Regions from separate parts of the Oryzias latipes genome. Here region 2 is linked to region 1. Evidence: chromatin contacts called from public Hi-C data. All regions are on one chromosome and are shown on one strand. The core of a region is the stretch at or near the end of the contact, and the rest is flanking DNA. Distances in the headings are between cores, read along the strand shown. Region 1 overlaps adcy7 (adenylate cyclase type 7). Region 2 has its middle 15 kb from the start of gpi.

Region 1 (5,275 bases), core at 2,645-5,144:
TTCCAGGCCCTCTTTGTTAATATCACACTCTGTGTAAAATTCTTTGAAATCCGGCACCGAGGCGAACATCACACAAACGCAGTCATAGGACTTGTAGTAGAGATCCTGTTGAAGCGGAAAGTCAAGAGAAAAGAGATAAGGATGGTTTGGCTTTCCCTCATGCAGCGTAAACTTTGACATGTTCCCACACAGTCGCCTAAGGCAGCAGCACTGAAGAGTCTCAATGCACAAAAATTTGGATTAGCCCCTTATTGTTCTATCCATTCCTGCTCTCATATTAAGGTTTGTGAGGGACTGATAACCTCACAGCTTGATCAGCAGCAGGTTTCATGGCAGAATTTATATTTTTAGACTTCGATCTGCAGGAAAATCCAATAAAAACTCATATTTGTCCAATTTAAAGTGCTGGAGTATCACCTAATTATAGTGCTGTTAAAGGACAGCATCTTTTTTTTTTATATCAAAGGGAATGCTGGGAAAATTCTGACTTTTAGGTTAGTAACCCACAACCCGGCAAACTGAAAAGTCTGCAGAAATATTACCTCGTTCTTCTTGTTCTCCCCGACAAACAGCGTCGCCACGTGGGCCGGAAGCACGTTTTCCAATAGGAGGCGGTTCAGGTTCTCCCTGGTTTCAATCTCATCCTGTTCAGTTCGGTTCTTGTACTTCAACAGGAAGTCCTGGCGAAAGCAGTACTCGTTCTGGAAGGCAAAGCGGCAGACGATGAAAGAAGCTGGTAAAAGTGGGCTAAAAATGCTGAAATGTGAGGAAAGAAGGAAAATGTTTCCATACCTGCTGTGAGATGATGAGCATGGTAATCAGGAACAGTGTGATGTATATGCAGCTCATGTACTGGGGGTGTTTAACAAGTCCTATACAGCTTAGGAGATCCATCAAATCATCTCCCCTACTGCAGAAAAACAAGAGCATTCCCGTTTCATTTCACAACGACTTTGAGCTTAAGTGAAATTCCGGTTCTCCTAAATGTCTGCATTAATTAGCACAAAAAACGCAACTGCATTTAAAATACTTCAGTGTTTGCATATTTCTGGTTTATCATGGAAAATGGAGGAAACAGCATATCAGCAGGAAATACTTTCTACTTTGGGTCCCACCTGCTGTCATTACAGCTGCTGTTGATCTGAGCATGGAGGAAGTCTCCGTAGGCCTTAAAATAGTCCTTGCTGCTGCTGAAGATGATGATGTAGTATGTGGTGGAGGCCAAGGTGAGGAAGAGCACTTTGAGCTCGAAGCTCACCCGCAGGAACACTCCACACGCGATGAGCGAGAGGATGCAACAGTAAACAGAGTACTGGAGGGCAGAGAAAGCACCAAAAAACATGCCTCCTATTATGTTCTGATATGTAAAACTTCAGAATACAGAAATGTTGTTGGAATTAGAAAATTTTTAAAGACCCACTCCGATGAAAGTATTGTTTTTGGTATTTTTAATTTAGTTCCAGCATTTTTTTTCTATGGTGGCCTTGAAGTACAAATAGTATCAACAAATTACTTGATGCAAAAACGAATATAAAAAAAACAGCATTACATTTTAGGAAACAAAAAAAATTCCAGAAACCAAAACGGAAAAAACCAAAACATTATGGAAAATAAAAGTTAATTCCAGAAAAAACAAAATGAAATGTTACAAAAACAAAACAATGAGAAACCAGAATAGGTGGATACTATGGGACATCGCTGATCGGATGATGATATCCAGTATCGCTTCATGCCAAATAACCTTCAGTTAAAGTGATGGTCATCATCCAATCAATGATGTCACATAGGACCTATCTTTACCGTTTGCTTCTGTGCTTCGTTTTCCAACATTTCATTTTGATTTACTGTAGTTTTTAAAAATGTTATTGTTTTTTTTTCTGGGTTTTTGTTTTGTTTTCTAAAATATAATGCTATCTTTTGTTTTGCTTTTTTTAATTTTTGCCATAATTCTTTTTTTGTGTCGAATTGTGAATCAGGAGCAAGAAAAAAATGCAGTTTGAAAAAGAACATATTTGTTAAGTTGAAAATATGCTGGGCAGGTCTCAAACTCCCTGCTCCGCTCCATTCTGATGCATCAATTTGCAGACAAATGGATCCATAAAGGTCTTTGTTTTCCTCGTCTGAGCACATCACTCCTGTGTTAGTTTCGCTCCATTGGCTCCCAGTTGATTCCAGAATCAAGTTCAAGATCCTCCTGTTAACCTATAAGGCCTTACATGGAATGGCCCCGTCCTATATTAAGGACCTCATAGTCCCTTACCATCCAATGAGAACACTTCGCTCGCAAAATGCAGGACTGCTTGTGGTTCCTAGAATTAGTAAAAGTACGGTTGGAGGTAGAGCGTTTAGTCACCGAGCCCCTGTCTTATGGAATAAACTCCCAGCTCATGTAAGAGAGGCCGACTCAGTTTCTACATTCAAAGCTAGACTGAAAACATTCCTCTTTGGACAGGCTTATTGTCAGACTAGTTAGTATTCAGAGATTATTTAACTTAATGTTAATTTGTTTAAATTAAACTTAATAATAACTATTTCTTTTAAAAGGCTGCTAGAAGTTGAAGCTGGGGTAACTATGGTGCACTGGGGTTCTGTCCTCTTTCCTGTTTTTACTTCTACCCTTCCTCTCCTCTATTCTTGATCATAATTTATCATTTAGTTCTCCATGCCTCTGTTTGGTGCAGTGCGATTCATGTATTGTCCCTCTTTTCCTCTCCCCTCCTGGGGAGTGGGAGTGCTTAGAGTGGGGTCAGACTTCCACGGCTGGATGAAGCTCGTCTGCTGGACTTTTATATATGTAGTTGTAGATTTAGATAAGTTAATTCTTATCTAAGATTTCTGGTAAATCGCCTGTCCGTCCTGGGGGAGGATCCCTCCTTCATATGGGCACCCCTGAGGTTTCTTCGTTTTTTCCGGAATCCGGTTTTTTTGGGAGTTTTTCCTTACCGCGAAGGGGGGTCTAAGGGCAGGGATGCCAGTATAGCTTAGTCAGTTTGTTAGTTCATTTTAGTATTTTTCTATTAACTCTTTGTATTCGTGATCCTTTTGATTTCATGTTTTACTTCGAAGCCCATCGAGACGACTGTTGTTGTGATTTTGGGCTATACAAATAAAATTGAATTGAATTGAATTGAATTGGAATCTGGCTCAAAACGGTACGGCTGGATATCTCCAATATTGCTCGCTATTTTTGTTGAACCAGTAGTTTTAGGTTTGGGGTGTGAGTGGCTTTGAGCTAGCGGGAGACTGCATAAACAGATGGGTGACGGGAAGTGGGTATGGGCTTACTCCGCACCAACAGTCCCACTCACAACTCAGATGTGAATTTCTAATGAACTACTGCCGGGGTTTCTGCAGAAACTATGTCCTAGAAAACAACACAATTATTTGGATTTTGCCTCAAAACGTCATAATCATAATTAAAAGATGACTGGGAATGCTTTTACAATAGAATAATAAAAGATCAGAGTGGGTCTTTCAAAAGTGCGACTCACAGGTAAATAGAAGAAATCAGAGCCTTCTTTTCCACCCATGTGAACAAAACACTGGAGAGTTGGAGAAAAAAAACGTGAGTGACAAGCAACCACAGGACATTGTCCTTTGAAGTCTGGTACGGCATCTATGAAGTGTTCCTCAGCTTTAAATAGCACAGTCGTACCATGTTGAACACCGCCAAGATAATGATGACCGCAGTCGTGACGATGGCCAGAGGCAGGCGAACGCATGGCCGCTTAACCACCGCCTCCGACACAGCCGGCAGCCACTGACACTGAGACAGCTTCTCTGGAAAGAAGCGCTGCAGACGTTTGGGAGAAGGGAAAAAAAAGAGTTTAGAGTGGATCCGCTCCGTACAGTCAGCCGTCCACAGACACACCACATGAGGGTGACTAACAGCTGACGGACCCATCAAAGAGGAGGTCAAGGCCTTCATCAGACAGCAGAGAGCATGTTTCTATTCTCACAAAGGTTAAACCTTTAAAAGGAAAAATGTGAACTATTCATTCAGCACGTGCACTCTTGTAAACCCTGCCTTCGTCATTCGCGTCAGCTGTCTGTGTGACCTACATAACTGTCCGCTACAATGTTACGGTGATGGTCTACAAGGGAGCTAGGTTCATATCCTCTTATAGATGTGCTTATGTGTCATATTCAGGAGCAATTCTGAGACTTCAATTCCCAATTGAAAGTAAAACATAATTGCCCAAATAATTCAAAGAAAAAAGGAAGGAAGTGGGGGGGGGAATTGAAAGTAACACATTCCAACTGGATGACAAAACCTGGGTTTACAGCATGTTTGCAGGTTAAATGACATACCTTTTTGCCAACTCAAACAGTCATGCGACTCATTTGCATTTAGTGCAAATCAGAACAGTTCTGAAAATAAATCAAACTTCAGAGAAAAAGGCGATGCTGAACACAGCTTCAGATACTGACCTGTATGTGACCTGCAAAACAGATGGCCAGGGTCAGTATCAGCACACAAAGCAACACTCCAAATGACGTCCCCAGCATCTGTCGACTGAAGGAAACAAAGCCAGAGCTCCTCACTCCATCCCTGCAGCTTTTATCTTTAAAGTCTCATTTTTTAAACATTTACACTTGAGAACGTTTTGGGATGAATTTAGGTTGTACTCACTCGTTTGTGACCAGCATCTGAACCACAAAGATGCAGAGGAAAATGAAGGTTGCACAGCTCACATAGTGTTTGAACATTGGCAAATCTAGGGCTCGGTACTTGGAGCAGGAACAGAAACAGAAGACATTTGAGTGGACGGCTCTCGCCGTGCAGAAACTTCTGAGCCTCTTTATTTCAAACCAACCTGTTTTTCCAGGTCTTTCTTTGGAAACCACAGAGCTAAACTTCCACTCTCTTCAGACTTAGACCACTGCCTGGACAGACAAGAAGAAAGATGTTAAAAAAAGGGAGATTTATGCAAGCCATCATTATTGCACAGCCAAAAGCATAAATAAAATCTCACTTCCTGCATACAAACTGCTGCACAGGAAGGATATAAACATTTCTGGTTTGTGGTTCACAGTTTGAGTCATGAAACTAGAGTACATTTGCCCGAAGATCTGGAACATCTGTACTGTGTTTGGCTTGAGGTTGAATCAGCAGTGGATCGCAGAGGGCATAAAAAGCGGCAGCACGCTGGGCTGATGCTTAATGTGATTGCTTGACAGCAGCTTGGCCACAACTTCAAAAGACGGCTGAGGGAGTTCAATTTTTAAGAAAATTGGGTGTTAGCGTATCAGCATTCCAAACTCTACACAAGAA
Region 2 (5,115 bases), core at 1,844-4,343, 130 kb after region 1:
CTTTCTGGGTTCTCTTTTCTTTAGCTCTGTCATTTCTCTTTTACTTGTGCTTGTTTTTGTGTATTTTATTATGTGGGGCTTATTTAATGATTTTATTACATGTGTGGGGATTGGTTTTATTGTATTCTTGTTTGTTTTTTATGGAAAGCACCTTGAGCTGTCTGTTTGACATGAAAGGTGCTTTATAAATAAAATTAATTTGAATTAATTTGAATTTGAAATGAATAAAGCTTTTAGAACTTTTGTCAAAAGCATATTCCTCAGGTAAATTTAGCAAATGTAGGTCAAAAAGAACAGACTGAGAGTTGCCTCTATGTTGGATTTTGCTAAAGTTTTTCCAGATAAAACCTGTTTGACAGTTGAAATAACTGAAGGCCTGTGTGGTGAGAAACTTTTGAGCTCACTGAAGCATAAAATAAGTTAATAACAGGGAAGATCATCCCACTGTCAGGTGTAAAAAAAGGGAGTCGTCTCTGAACCCTTACATTAAAAGGATCACCCTCTTAAACCTCACACAGGTGAGTATTTGGACTGATTATATTTGCTATAGATCACCGCGGGGGATGAGCTTTCAGCCCCTTTCATTCTCTCTCCAGGAAAGTTCTGTTTCCAGTAGTTTCATGTTAATTTAAACGGTAACCTTCACACAAAGCCGCTAAAAGGTCTTTGATGAACATCAGAAAGGTTTGACCCTGAGGGCAGCAAGGAAAACACTTCACTCCTGTCAGCATTTACAAAAGAAATTTGAATGGCAGATGATTTTGCTTCTATCTTTGCGTGAGGAGCATAACTAAAATAACCGTGTCTTCAAACTTCAGTGGTTACAACCGTTTTTGAAGACTTTTATGCTCCATGATAATAAAAAGTCAAACCACAACTTAAAGCTGAAGTGATTTCAGAACTTTGAGTAACATTCATTCATAAGAAATAAGCAACTCAAAATTTAAAATGTATGAAGGTATCTGAAATGGTTTTGCAAAACTGTTAAAAATCCTCCCTGGAAAAATTATTAAACTATAGTTTTTATCATCAAAATCCATCACATGGTCTTGAGAAAACCATACTTTGACTTGTTTAGGCATATACCAGAGAAAGAAACCAAACTGCTTCCAAAATCTTACTATGATTTTAATCAAATTATTAATTATTTATATTATTATTATATTATAATCTTATTTATTATTTATAATAATAAATAATATAATATAATTTATTAATTGATATTAGAAGAAGCAGCGTAAATTTGCTTGTTGTTCTGTGGAGACATTTTGTCAAGAAAAGGTGATGTAAAAATGCAGGATTGTCACATAAACTTAAAACATTTAATAAATAAACTAAAACATGAAAAAACCCATAGAGAAACAAAGATGTGACAAAACAGAGCAGAGCAGATGACCTGACAATGACAAGCTGGACACCAGACAAAAAGACAGAAAATATTTTGTGCAGTTCTGAACTACTTTACATTATTTTGACCACTGGGACTATTCCCTTTGTTTCTTTTTTGTAAATATGCCACACATTTACTCTTTTTCTTATCTGTACATACTAATCCACCTATATTATTTCTATCTGTAATGCTACAACATTGGAAATTTCCTTATTATAACTTTAACCTTTGTTTTACTATTTTTAACACTTGTTAATTATGTATCCTGTTTTATTTTAATTTTTTTTAAATGAGAAATGGACTTTAATTTGGCAACAATCTGATTTTAATTTCCTGTTTTAGTGATAAAGTGATGCACTTTTTAATTTATTTTTATGTATTATTTATTATTTTGGTTGTTGATTTTAATGGATCACTGCTGCACGGACCGGGAAGCAATTTTTTGGATTTCCTTTTTCTAGTGACAAAGACTATTAACATGAAATCATCTGCGTCTCATATTTCAAAATAAAATTCAATACTTGAAATGCTTTTTCATTTTCACAATAAAGCTGCGTTCGTTGACTCAAAAGTAAAAGGAAAAATCAATCCGCCACACAGCTTTTTCTTTTTCATCTTCAACAATGGTTTTTGACATTTCATTTTTTTAAAAGTTCTCCAAAAAAATAAATATTTATCTATGTAACTGTTATCATACCTTTTCCCAGATGGTTAGTTGGTACATTTTAATTTCTTATCCAAGATTTTTCTGAAGCTTTGGTACAATTTCCACAAGAAAGATTTACCCGCAGGCACGCCGGATACTTTGCTTTACACGCCTTTAACTTGGAACCAATAGTTAAGTTGCAAATTTAATCCTTTCAGTCAATCTCAACCATATTTTTGCTTTTAAATTCATGAATGGTTGTCTCTCTGGAATCTAAATGGTTTGTCGACTCTCCTCCCCCCCGTTCTCCACCTGAATCCTGCTTTGCCATCGCCTGTCCTCCTGTTTTTTTTCATATGTTCTGAACTCATCCCAAACACGCCAGACATCGTTGGCCCAGAGCCCAACTACCAAAGACTTTCTCTGGCATTGGGCATTTGAATCTTGTCTGTCGCAATTCATATATGTCTCACATGTTTTCACCCAGAACTGGTGTGCTTTTCCTCAGTAACTTTAAATAAAAATGCCAAAAATGCACATTATTTCATGTTTGCTTCCTTCCCCACAGCTACAAGGATTTAAATGAAACTATAGTAAGTTTTGCAACTTAACTTAGGCTCTTTTACTCTTTCAGGTGTGTTCACTGTCATGGACTGTTTAAATATGCTAAGGTTAAAAGACAAAAAAAAAGTATTCTGAAGATGTAATAAAAGCAAAAATGGGAAATCAATCATTGGAGTTTTACTGACTGTTTTACAGCCCTGAACTCTAAAGTCACAACATGTTGAGCCCTTTTAACCCTTGATTTTCAAGTGCAGGAGTATAGCTGTATCTATAAACTGCTGATCTGCAGATTGTAAGTGATGGGGATACGTTTTACGTGGGTTTACATGAAAGCATAGGCTGCCCACTCACTGAGCTCTCCTGTGAGCAGAACAGTGGTGTTCAGTGTGGGGATACGTCTGGTGTTAGTTGACAGCTCTATGAGTTGGGGCACAAAGAAGCCTTTATGTGTGTGATGGTTCCACCCTGTTACTCAGGGAGCCGTGTGTGTGCGCGCATACATGTGTGGCTGTGCTCGTGCAGAGGTAGAGGAGCCCCGGGGGATCTGATGTGAGGTGAGCTCTGTTACACCACACAAAAGAGCTCAAGAACACCTTTCCTCCACAGCACACAGGTCGCTCCACTGCCAGGAAATGCCAAAAAATGTGCTCTGCTACCACATGACTTCACTCCAAATCTATGGTTATTCACACTTATCCATTCCTGGGGGGTTTTTCTCCCTCATGTTATGCTTCAGTGGGACACTTTTAGAAGTTTTTAAGTTTATTTTTAAATGTTATGAAGGGCTGGATTTTACAAGAAACAAAGAAAAATTGTGATCTTTCCTCTTTCTGCCTCTTGGGTTGTTTTATCTGGGAAAGTGAAAAATCATTAAACAAAACAAATGTTTACTTAGAGCAAGAAAGAAGAACTTCACTTGACTGAAACTGAAATAAAATAGCCTCAAAAACCTATAAAGCTGTCCCTAATCATAATCAAGGAGCTGCTTTTCTGGATAATGTCTGCTTTAAATAGATGCAGTCATGCTATACATATGAATGAGACACAAGACTTAGTTCTTCAGTAACACACAAGGAGCAGAATCAAAGTTCAGATATATTTACAGTAAAAAGCAGAGCTGCCTCGTCCCAGTCCTTCCAAACTACCCCCCTGCTTGTTTTCCTCCTTGTTCTTGAACTGGAAAGATGTGTTGACTGACTCAACACATCTTTCCTCTTAAATTAGACTGATTGAAAAATCAAATGTCTAGTTTTCTTTCTTTCAAACATACAGTGTTAAAAGACATTTTGTCAATTTGTGAATTTTTACCTATTTTTCCGACGGGGCGACAAAAAGTAAGAAAAAATAGGTTTTCATCAAACTCTCAAGGGGCGTCACTCCACATGTTAAAGGGCTTATACCATGCAAAAATCAACTTTTTGAGCTTTTAAGTTTATTAGAATGTTCATTCCTCATGAAAAAAAACAATAACCCCAAAGCTGTATTTTGATGCATTGACATATTTCTGAGTATTTCTTTCCAAACCTGCTCTTTAAGCACCAGCCCCTCCCGATTCACGAGAACGGATGGGTTCTCACATTGTGACGTAGAAAAGCGAGAACAGCCCCTTCCAGGAAGTATTAGCACCGCCCCCAGGCTAACACACTTTGTCCGCAGAGCTAGCGATGATCGTCAAAATGCTTTCCTTTTATATGCACAATATGGACAGCCATCTTTGCAAAAGTTTGGATGTTGTTTGTTTTCATGGGCGAGACGCAGACACACCGCCGAGGCTGACTCTTGGTTGACGTCGTGAAATGGGCGGCACCCACAAAGAGCAAAAACCGGTGCCTCAGTTATCGAATAGTCTTACTTTAAAGTAGGAAAATTGGCTGCAACAATAACTCATATTTAATTTAACATTTGTTCTTTAGTGGGTTCTTTTAATACCGGAGATGTCACTGGCGACAGCTAAATAACACGCTCTTTTTTACCTGACTCTTTCACAGTTTACTTGATCAAAGAATCGGTTGGTTTATGTGGATTACTTAAGCACGTCACTACTGTAAAGTGTTGCATGTCAGCCCAAGGCTGCTTTATTCTGCTTCAGAATCAGCTGGAATGACGTTAATTGCGTCAGCGGTTGAAGAGTTACGGTAGTCAGAGAATGTAAAAACCAGGGCTAAAGCTCAGGAGTTGAAAGGCTGTCATGCTTGGATACATCACTCTCTGAGCAACCCGTTTGTTTTGTTTTTTGTGTTGTTTTTTTTTACTTGTCCTATCCAGCAGATGAGCAAACACATCAGAGCTGAAGGCCTCTTGTGTTGGACAGATTTTACTGTCACAATATGCGGTTATAAAACTTCTGACACACGAGGTGTATATTTGTATACACCCCTTTTGTATTTGAGGCTAAGCTTTATTTATATCAATTATGTTTGTATACATTTCTTGTTGGACCGAACAACCAGCTTGTTGATGAATTACCTTTGGTGGTTTTCCCTCCTTGTGTTTGGTGTCATTGACTGTCTTCTGG

What was found. Hi-C and Micro-C count contacts between places; a contact is called where the count stands out from the background.
Region 2: a Hi-C map of fibroblasts shows a contact between it and region 1, with 1.9 times the contacts expected there. The contact joins two enhancer-like sites. A contact is called at or near these places in 2 of 5 Hi-C or Micro-C datasets (embryo and fibroblasts).

What each region holds. Positions count from the first base shown.
Region 1 is chr3:30,374,242-30,379,516 of ASM223467v1, forward strand. adcy7 (adenylate cyclase type 7) reads right to left here. Exons shown (of 26, transcript XM_011493651.3): 14 at 4,818-4,887; 15 at 4,634-4,731; 16 at 4,432-4,516; 17 at 3,656-3,793; 18 at 3,492-3,542; 19 at 1,116-1,312; 20 at 793-910; 21 at 543-701; 22 at 1-105. Among protein-coding and RNA genes, the nearest start is that of brd7, 20 kb to the left of the region's middle. Within about 2 kb of position 3,895, at least 2 of the 8 cell types and tissues checked have an H3K27ac peak or open chromatin away from gene starts, as enhancers often do.
Region 2 is chr3:30,509,593-30,514,707 of ASM223467v1, forward strand. No RefSeq gene overlaps it. Among protein-coding and RNA genes, the nearest start is that of gpi, 15 kb to the right of the region's middle. Within about 2 kb of position 3,094, at least 4 of the 8 cell types and tissues checked have an H3K27ac peak or open chromatin away from gene starts, as enhancers often do.